Regions from separate parts of the Mus musculus genome. Here region 1 is linked to region 2. Evidence: chromatin contacts called from public promoter capture Hi-C data. All regions are on one chromosome and are shown on one strand. Each heading gives the region's core, a stretch centred on a gene start, on an enhancer-like site or on the middle of the called end of the contact. The rest is flanking DNA. Distances are from core to core; before and after follow the strand shown. Region 1 holds the start of Crispld1 (cysteine-rich secretory protein LCCL domain containing 1). Region 2 holds the start of Ube2w (ubiquitin-conjugating enzyme E2W (putative)).

Evidence for each region. Promoter capture Hi-C pulls out the DNA fragments that hold promoters and counts their contacts.
Region 1: a contact with region 2 is called in a promoter capture Hi-C map of cranial neural crest. The contact joins the promoter of Crispld1 here to the promoter of Ube2w in region 2. A contact is called at or near these places in 2 of 39 promoter capture datasets (cranial neural crest and maxillary cranial neural crest).

What each region holds. Positions count from the first base shown.
Region 1 is chr1:17,726,105-17,731,498 of GRCm38.p6, reverse strand. It overlaps Crispld1 (cysteine-rich secretory protein LCCL domain containing 1), which reads right to left and starts at 4,082. Exons shown (of 15, transcript NM_031402.2): 1 at 3,736-4,082; 2 at 2,585-2,905. The coding sequence starts at 2,842. It overlaps Gm16070 (predicted gene 16070), which reads left to right and starts at 3,853. Exons shown (of 7, transcript NR_130314.1): 1 at 3,853-4,400.
Region 2 is chr1:16,616,872-16,622,179 of GRCm38.p6, reverse strand. It overlaps Ube2w (ubiquitin-conjugating enzyme E2W (putative)), which reads left to right and starts at 2,889. Exons shown (of 6, transcript NM_025773.4): 1 at 2,889-2,943. The coding sequence starts at 2,929.

The DNA.
Region 1 (5,394 bases), core at 2,833-5,332, 1.1 Mb before region 2:
TAATAAGTACCAATTGAAAATATGGACATTGGCTATTTCAACAATTAATCTGAAAAGGCATATAGACTATAAGAGGACATTGAAAGCTACACAGAAAATGACTCTTTGGCCAACTTCAAGATTTAAGCTTTATTCCTTAAAATAAAAGCATTTTAAATAACCAAACTAACTGTATTCTAAAAGACTGCTCTGTATCAGTCTTTCATTCTTATGAAAGTCATAATAATATAATAATTGATAATAGTCCCAATAATTATTTTTAAATACCCCTTCAGTATGTATTCTAAAATTAATGTCTCCTACTATTTCAGTGGGGCACAGAGATCTGCAGCCTGGTTAAAAACAGCACACAGTTCCAATGTTAATAGTATCTAAGGGCAACACAACATAAACCCTGGCTGTTGCTGAATCTATAGTTCAAGGATAGAAAGAAACCAATGAATCAAATGAAAATCAAACATCCCAAACTAGGCATTATACATACTCTGCAGTTATTGTTGGTTGGTTGGTTTGTTTTTGCAAGGAAACATGAGAATCATGAAACTTATTTTTCATAATTTGAATATTAAATCACACACAGAGACCATAACAATCCCTTATGTAGGATTGAGTTCCCTAAGTTCTTCTGTATTTTGAATAAAAATCCAAAGGAGAAGCTGGGGAAATGGTTCAATTCACAAAGTACTTACCTTATAAACACTAAGACCTAGGTTTAGATCCTTAGCCCTCTCATAAGTGAGGCACTCTCCTATTCCAGGCAAGGTGGTGTAGATTGACAAAGCTAACACTGAATAAGCATAGACAAAAGGAACTATGGCTCTCATTGGCCAACTACTCTTGCTGAGTCAGGGAATCTCAAGTTCAGGGAGAGAACCTGTCTCAAAATTAAGGTCACGGGTGATAGATATACTCAACTGGTGACTTCCACATGCATGCACCTATGCATGCACACACATATGAACATTTACATGCACATACACCTCATACATATAAGCACACATGCAAACATGAAGCCACTTAAGACCTACCACCATTAAATAAACTTAGAGAGGATCCATAATTTGCTCTTATTGAAGGCTCACTGCTGAAGGAACTTAGAATTTTTCCCCTTAAGCACTCAAAAAGAAATATATTTATTTTGTATTCAATATTATGACATCACATCCTGCAAGGAATTTTGAGAACTGAACAATCTCTTTAGATCCCAAATATAAGTAGTGCCAGGAAGCCTAAAAATCCATTACATATTTCTTTATAACATATTGTCACCTTGTAATATTTATCTTAGAGAATTAAACCTCAGGCTATTTCAGTTAATCACCACAACCGTTCTTGGCATAGATAGCCTTAAGGAGCATGCAGCAGAGAAACTTTAGTATGTGGCCATTCACACAGCCAGTGAGTCATGTGACCAGGACTTCTACATGGGCCCAAAAATCCCAGTTTCTGAGGAGGTGTATTGAATGCAACCTTTCTTTAGCATAAAACAATTTTTTAAAAAAGTTTAAAAGATGTATTGTACTATTTTCTAAAGGGTAATGGAAAGTTAGAACAGCCATGGTTCTATTGATTTATCTAAAGGAATAACCAGCAGAACTAATGTAAATACAGGGTAAAAAGGAATAAGAGGAATGCACTACAACTACCTACATCACACAACCTGTCTGAAGTGTGCCTTTGAATATGCTCATTAAATAAACTTTGCTGTCACTGAAGTATTGGCTAGCTGGCTTTGCTAGCACAGTTCATGGGAGTAATATAATACAGTTTGAAAGCTTATCTAAATATGTAAGGTATGCAAATAATTTTAAAGAACTAATTTTGTGTCCCAAACCTGTTGATTTATACGAGGTAATTAAGGACAAAATGATCCTGTTATATTTACACTTTGAAGATTACAAACAATAAATTGGCTAAAGCATTTAAACATAAAATAGGTATAAAGTGGTTTTCATATTTGCAAGAAATAAAGGTCTACTGGGGGCATACATGTGTGCCAACAATTCAGAACTCTTCACTAAGTCTTGGTCTGAGTTGTGTAGCTCCACTATTTATAGGAAGGTCCTAAGAGGCCCTAGAGCATAATCTTTCTACTAAGTAGATTGAAAGTTAACACAGGAGCTGGCCAGATGGCTCAGCCAATAAAGACAAAACCTGAGGTTCAAAGTTGATGACCTGAGTTCATGTGCTAAAAGAGAGAATGACTGCTGAAAGTTGGCCTCTCCACCTCTTCATCATGGCATGTGACCCCCCCCCCCTACACAAAAGAATTAAATGTAAAAAGAGGCATTTAAAGTCGATACAGTAACTATTTAGGAAAGGGGTGACCTACCTTTAAAGCAGAGTTTAGAATACTTAGGAACAGTGGATCTGAAGGTACTTAAGTTTACACTGAAATTGAAAGAGCTCTTAACAACAGAAACATGAACAGATAGTGTGCAGATAAGGATATACTTGAAGAAAATGTTAAAAATTAAAGCAGAATGAGTGGGAAAAGATTAAAGAACAGCATGAATGAGTTTATCTATGCTGCCCTAGGCACCAAGAACATTTCTTTGATATACACCACGTGAACATGTCTTACCATATACTCCATATTAGAAGCTGTTGGGTACACCTGACTTCTCAGTTTATTATGGAGATCCAAGATGCTCTGCATATCATTGTCTGTGATGGCTCTTTTCCCTCTTTGCTTAGCTGTCCACCATTCACCATCCTCATCCATGTATTTTTCCAAAAGTTTCTCCAGCAAAGTGGCATTAGGAACCACCATAGCTGGAACTGCTCTAGCCACAAATAGCAGTGCGGTCACTCTGAGCCACTCCTGTGCCTTACACATCATAATGAATGGCCTCTGGGTTTCCCCGGGGAAAATCTCCAAGACAGGCTCTTCCACTCCTTGTGGCTATAAGACATGTCACACGATTCAGATGAAATTATTTTATGATAGCAAACCCCAACACATAAGCACTCCGGTTTTGAAAATACGTTTTCTATCACCTCCATTTTTCCATAAAGAACTTTTACAATGTGCTGTTGACACAAAATATTTTTCCAAGCTAACCACTAAGCCAAAAGTCGAGGGCAAAAGGAGCCGGGGAAGCTCAAGGCTTGAGAATAATTTCTGAATTACAAGGTTTTAAATGACATACCTTACAATGAGTACTATTTATATAGTGTTTTATTTTTGTCTGGAAGCTTTTACATTCTGCAGAAACTTTCAAGTTTTCTATTTAATTTGCTTTGTTTTATTTTTATTTTTAAAGGCACAATATCCCAGCATTTCATCTCTGGTTCATAGCTATTCATACACGACTCATGCCTGTATTGCTGGTACCTGGAGATGGCCCCGAGGTTCACTGCAAATGAATGGCTCAGGCCCCTGGAGCAACTTTTTTTTTTTCACCCATGTGCAGATGGAAAAATCAATCTTATTCCCATATTCCGGCAAAATTTGTGCCCAACATGTGAATTTAACCCTACCAAGCGCTCTCCTGGAGAACTTCAGAGTATGTCCCTCACATACAACAGGAGGCCAAGGTTCACTTGAACCCTGCGGGGAGGGCGTCCCCAGGACAAGGTGAAATGAAGAGTTCCTGCCCTGCAACCCATCTACCCTTTCTTGGCCAGACCTTTCTCTACAAGTCAGTTTTTCCTAGATGATGTTTCCAAACAGGGAACCAGGAAAACCTGGCAGCTGGACCACTCTGGATGCAGCTTGTGCATCGCCCTTACCTCTCCAGTGTGATGTTCCCCGGAGAGCGGAGCCTGGCAGAACTGCTTGTCTCTGCAGCTGCTCCTTGCCTTGACTCTGCCCTTCACAGAGGCGACAAGGACCAGGCCACCACGGGAGTCAGAGTGAGGAGCTGGCTGACCCCTGGGGACGCGAGCCCCTAGCTCTGCGACTCAAAGCAAACCTGGGAGGAGCAGTGGGCACGGGCTTCAAAGTTAGCAAAGTGCCCCTGAAAGCAGCTCTCAGAGTTGGGCTCCCGGTGTTCCAGAGATCTAGGGTGAGGTGGGACAAAGGAAAAACTCCCCGGGGACCTCCTGCTTCAGCTTGCAGAGCCCTGGCGCCAGGCGCTTCCGCCGCTCCTCAGCACTCGGCATTTATTGAGGTGCCTGCACAGGCACGTGATGCCAGAGCCCTCCTTTACCACCCCCACCTCCACCTCCACCCAGTTCTGGCCTGTGGGAGTCGACTTGCAGCAAGCCAGGATCTTTTGTGGGCGTGCACTGTGCCTTTGTGAGTGGAGGACGGCAAGGTCTGGACCCTGGGGGAAGAGAGCCTCTAGCTTCTCCCACCTCTCTCAGATCAAACACCCTCCCCCTAAGATTCTCTCTGATGGGATGCTGAAATTACTTACAGTCTGGTTGCAAAGGAGCTAGCCCCAGAACTTGAGGTAAGTGGGCATGGAGGTACGCTAAGAACTTCCAGTCTTGTACACACAAAAGGAAATCTAGGGGGTGGGATAAAAAGAGAAACAGGTTTTTTTATTTTTTTCTAATGGATCCCCATTGGTCTCTAGTTTCTAGAAGGAAGAAGTCTTTCTTTGGCTACTAAAGCTTAATGAGGACCAGATGGAGAAAGACTTTCAGAAGACTATTGAAGTGGATATTGCCTGACAGTTGAGACATGTCAGGAAACATGCGGTGTTGGCTTCTGAAAAAGGATCACCAGCATTTGGCATTTGTGAAAATAAGAAGAGTCCTTTAAACAATATATCATTGATAGACTGTCAGAATCTCAAAATTCAGTCCCAGGACAGATACCTGTTTTGCATCCTAGAGTAGGAATTTACTAATTGTAAACTCAAAAAGTATTGCCCTACTGAGTGTGGTGCAGTTTGTACAAGCACACTTTGTTTTGAAGTGGATTATCTAATTCCCCTGCCTTTGCATCGGCTCCTTTGAGAGTCCTCACCTCAAATTTCTGTCTCTATATCTGGAATGTCTCAAAGACCAAATCAGATTGTTCCAACCATTACCTGTCTCTTTCCATTATCCAGCTGCTCTTCTGTAGTCAGACCCCAAAGTCCCTGGTGACATGAATCTTTGTTTCCTAGAATAGCAAAGAATGGGAAGCAGACATATCAGAAAGAGAGCCACACTGAACATTCTCAGGTATAGAGTCACAAGGTTTTTCTTTAGCGTTGTACACACAGAATAGATGCAAATTTGTAGTTTGGGAATATTAATTCATAATTAGTGTCCCTAGCATTCAGGAAATAGGGCTTTTACATCTAAAACAGTCCAGTTTCTGATAAAGGACAGGTGATATAGTAATAGTATAGTATAGTAAAGATGGAGATCATGTCTACATGGAACACTTTATGTGTCATTGAAAAATCATAGAGAGAATTGAGTTAAATCTGTTAAAAGTGATTGCATATTTTT
Region 2 (5,308 bases), core at 1,640-4,139:
CTAAACCTTTTGCTGGAGACAATATAAGGACATTGGAAGAAGGGAGTCTAGCTCTTGCTCTTGCTCCTTCGCCTGCTTGCTGCGTGAGACTGAGTAACTGCTAGATCCTTGGACTTCCATTCACAGCTGCGACTGAACCATTGTTGGGAATTGGGCTGCCGACTGTAAGTCATCAATAAATTCCTTTACTATTTAGAAATTATCCATAAGTTCTGTGACTCTAGAGAACCCTGACTAATACACTATCCTACTCGGCATTATCTCAGGCTTTCCCTTGCCCTGAAGGGGAGACTTCAGACACCTGCCCACATATTCTACTCTCCTGTTTCTTCTTACAAGAGATAGAAGTGATGATGGTTCAGGAGATGAGGAAGAACTGCCTCTCCTTGCCAGCTGATAGTCATTCTACTTGATGTGGAAATTAAAAACTGAATACCATTATTGAATTTAATATAAACAATGATTCTGTTTCTTTCTTTCGTTTGTTTGTTTGTTTGTTTGTTTTAGACAGGGTTTCTTTGTGTATCCCTGGTCGTCCTGGAACTCTGTAGACCAGGCTGGCCTCAATCTCACAGAGATCCACCTGCCTCTGTTACCACCACCCACCTAAAGAATAATTCCACTAAAGAACAATTCATCATATTCATTCTACTTTTACTTGGCTCCAGTTGTCCCAAAGATGTATTTTACAATTCGTTTGAATTGCTAAGTGGAATTAACATTACATTTTGTGCTACTTATGTTTTATCAAAAATACTGCTTTTTAAAAGATTTTCTAACTTTTACTTCATCATGGCTGAGCCTTTTTCTAACATGGTTGTGTCAATTCCTTCCCTATTGTTGGGGATTCACTTCCACTTCCCCTTTTCGTAGTATCCCACTTTAAGGGGCCATATCCACTAATAAGCCATGTTCTGGGAAAAAAATGTGAGTATCTCCATCAAATAACGGGCAGTCAAGAGCTTTAGGAACACTTATTCTCACTGAAAATAGCCTCTACATCACTCCTTGCTCCTGAGTATGTCGGCGAACAGTCTGTTATATATTTTTGCCTTTTGTTTTGCTTTCCGTACTCAGAGATCAAATCCAGGATCTCCTACATGTTAACCACAGGTTTTCCCAGTGAACTATACACCCCAGACCCTATTATGTATTAATTAAAGAATAAAGACGATAGGTAGTTATGAGCTGCTTAGAATTTCCTAGGATGTGACTTTGCCTCCCGTGAAGATCCCTTGGACACCTGTGAGGTGGAAACCTGACATTAGTTCTACTGTAAGCAACACCAAGGTGTAATTGCTTTTCTTCCTTCTGAGTACCTTGTCTAGTAGGCCATTTACTTTGATGAGGTCATAATGCCATGTTTGTAGAGTCTCCTTTGTCATTTACACCTTTGAGAAGAATCAACTTTTAAAACAACATGAACATTAGCTGGTACATTACAGCCTGAGATCACAGGGACAAAGATCTCTGGAAGGCCTGGTGGAGACTCTTTCCTGTAAGCGTACCTCATCACTGGGCTATGTGGGCACTTTGTTCCATGTTGTGATGGTAACGACATACCTGAACTGATAGCGGATATGCTTCTGGTTGAGTCCTGTACTCCAAGTCATGCAAACCCCATGGAAAAGTTCCTCCATGGTGAAGAGAAACCGTCTTGAATATTACACCACAGAAAAACTGGCAGATTTAGACATCTTTTCCTCTCTTGAACACATTTCCTTACGGATGTTCTCAGAGGAACATCGTGCTCTAGCTTAAGTGTGAGAGTGATAACCTACATCACCATTATATTTATATTTTAGAGAAATGTCTAAAAATGAAGCCAAGTCAATAAAAATAAAGATTTAAACTTTCATCCGGGTAAAGTAAAAGCCTTCTACTCAACATGCCATCCTCTCTGATTCCTTTAGAGACAGGACATGAGGTGCAAGCTTTTGGCTTCCATTTTTCGTTTGGTATTTAAGTAAACGACATCTTTGGTTCCGGAGGAGCTTTAAAAATGTGACTTCTGATAAATGCTGGCAGAACTGGTGCATTCCTAGAATAAATTCTGTATGCTCAGCGATTTCTACTCAAGCTCACTCATAGGTCGTCTGATCATGCAACTGCCCACCACAGAATAGGGTGAAGAGAAATCTAGGCATGGCAGAAGGTTTAAGTATTAAGTATTAAGTATTAAATTACGTAAACTATATTCATTATATTGAGATTTCACGGCTAGAGTCAAATTGTTAATCAAAAGTAAGACTGATGTAACAACGACTCTTATGGTATACCTGGACTTTACAATTTAGAGGGTTAGGGAACTAGAAAATTGCACACAAAAGGGAACTCCATTATTCACCCTCCTTCCCTTTCCAGCACGTTTCAAATCCAATTGTTCTTGCTTTTAAGATCACTGCTCTCAGTTTTCATTCTGTCCTATAGGGAAACCTGTGACTCTCTGCCCCTCAAAGTAGAAGCTTCCTAGGTCTGCAAATACCAGAAAGCATCTCCAGGCGAAGTTGTATCTGCCTCAGGAGCGAAAACACGGTAGGTGTAAAAAAGACATATGAAGGGGGTGGGCTGTAAATCTTACACTTGTAGCTGGAAAAACAAAATGAGATCCCCTCCCTGCCAAATGCCCGGACAGCATTGTGACCTCGGCATAACGCTTCAGTCCGACCTGGAGCAGCGCCTCCGCCAGCACTGAGGGTGGGCCCGCGTATAAATTGGCTGGGATGCAAGGTACCTAGGGAGCCCGGCCTGGCCCCGCCCCGCCCCGCCCCGGGCACCCGCGCGCTAGCCAATCGGACACGCGGGCCCCTTCCCATCGGCGACTCCACCCCCGTGCCCGGGATGTTGGGCCCCCGCGGCGTGACGCGAGCACGGCGGCTCCGCCCCCTGCGTCTCGGGCCTCGCTGGCCTTGGGGGGATGGTTTCATCATGGCGTCAATGCAGGTGAGCGGAGCTGCTGCAGCGGGGAGGGCGAGGGGGCCATCGAGACGAGGTGAGCGTCTGCGCGGGGTCGGCGTCCGAGACCTCTGGGCCTGGCTCCGGGCGACCTTCCCTGACCTCGGGGCGTCGGGGGATCGCCTGGCGGCGAGCCGAGCGGGGGTGTCGGCCGGTGGCCGCGGACAGTAGCGGCCGCGAAGTTGTGGCATAAAGGCGGCTTAGGGGGAAGAAAGGGCGAAGTTCGTCGTGCGCTTCGCGGTGGGGGCTCCGCTCCGCGCCCCTACGCGAGGATGCCTGCCGCTCGGCTCCCTGGCCACCGCCGGGATGCTTTTCCCCTCGCGCTCCCCAGCGGGGTGGAAACAGCTGTGCCCGCCGCCGTCACCCGCGGTCGGGGCGGCCGGAGACCGGCAGAGCCCCTCGCCGAGGACGGCCGCCTGCCCACGGCGCTCCGCGGCCTCTGCCCGGCCTCCCACGCGCAGCCTCGGATCGCCGGACTCATGCTCGTTCTTCTCTGATCTTCATCCGGTGCCCGGTGGGTGCCTCCTTCTATCAGCCCGCACTCTGGGCATTCCCTGGCAGCCCACGTCTCTTCTTCGAAGCCGCCCTTCGTCCCTGTCCCCAGCGTCCTGTGCTACCACAACGTGCGAGCTCGTGGGCCTGCTCCTCGGCCTCGATAGAAACTCGCCCTCTTAAATTTTTTTTTCTTGCGATGCCCCACCCTTGCGGGATTGGTAAGGCCGTGGCTCCTTTGCCTTTCTTTCCCAGACCTTTAAAACCTTAGTTTGGTAGGAGACGCCTGTTAACCTGTGCTCTGTCAGACTTGAAGGTGTTTTTTGTAGCTTCCAACTTAATGTATTCCCCCCCCCCCTTGCAAATCCAATAAAAGAAAAAATTTTCAGGCAAAGATGGCAACCACAATTGTAGTTTCTAGAGATTGCATTATCTATAGCCGGCATTTAATTTGCAGATAGGGCTAGCGGTGTTAAAGCACATAGGAAGAGAGAGTAGAACTCTTGTAGCGTGTCAGCGGAACGCTTTTTGGAGTTTTAACATCATCCTCGAGTAACATCCGCATTTTCCTTAGAATTTTTGGTTTTTGTTTCTAGAAGAATAAGCAAGATCTCGTTGTTGGCGCTTCTCTGCTAGCAATGGTTTGCATTCTTACGCATTTCCCTCCTTCCCCTGTATCTTCCTTCAATCAGCTTTCCTTATGGTATTCTTTTTGCATTTGCTTGTACTTTTGGCCTTTCCTGCAGTAGCATTCTTAGGTGAAGAGGTGTCACGAAATGGTGCAGTGAAACAAGAACAATTTCAGGAAACGTTATACTTTACTAGTCTCCCCAGAGACGTTAGAGAAGTTTCATCATTTGAGGCCAAAAAAGGAACTGTGGAACATCAGTTGACAGCAGATGGGCTATATGATTGCTTTAAGATTTTTATCTGTATTAAGACATTATTTGTTACTAACACTTGACGGTGATCTGTCTTAAGATACAGGCATTATTTAAGACTAAAAATGAAGATTAAAATCCACACTGGGATTGTATCTGGCATGAGAGCTGGTTAGCTTTTATACTTAGTTTTTGGAAAAGGCAGATTTGTTTGTAAGAGATTGCTATTTTTGGAATTTACTTTGTCTTCAGCAGTGGGGGAAAGTGCTTTTTATGCCTGTTTCTATGCCTCAGGCAGTGCTGTGGAAGAGTAGCAGCGTCTTTCTTTTGTTGGATTAGAGTGGGAACGGATCCTTTCTGTTCTAAAGTTAAATCTTGACCTTTTATATGTATCTCTTTTAAAGTATCTGATCATTTTTCCTGGAAATAGTAGCATTTTGACACAGATTTATTTCTTATTTCTTAATTGTGTATGTTATCTCTGGGTGGGTATGTGGGTATGAAAGTACCTGTGTAGGCCACACCTGCTCTGGATCTGAGTTACAGGTGCTTGCCAGGTATTGGCTATGGGTGCTGGGAATCAAACCAGGGTCTTCTCAAGAGTAGTTCTTTCTCTTAACTTCTGAACTGGCTCTCAGCTCAATAGCAGAATCACTCTTTGGTGTGGTTTTCATTTGGTATCTTTGCTCAAAGTTTATTTCCTGACCATCTTTACAGCAGAAGTTAACTCTTTTCAAAATAACTTAACATAACACTATAAGTGATCAAATGTGTTCATTAATTCATCTTACCCTAGGGGATATTGTTTTTGCTAAAGAAAAGGTTACTTAAGCTGCTGTATTTTAAAAACATGCATACATATGTAATGTGGGGTTTGATTACTTGGTAACAATGAAATAATTTTTATATATAGTAAAACCAAGTAAGGAAAGTCTTCACTTCTAACTAGAGAATGTGGACTTTGAGATTATAATTACCTT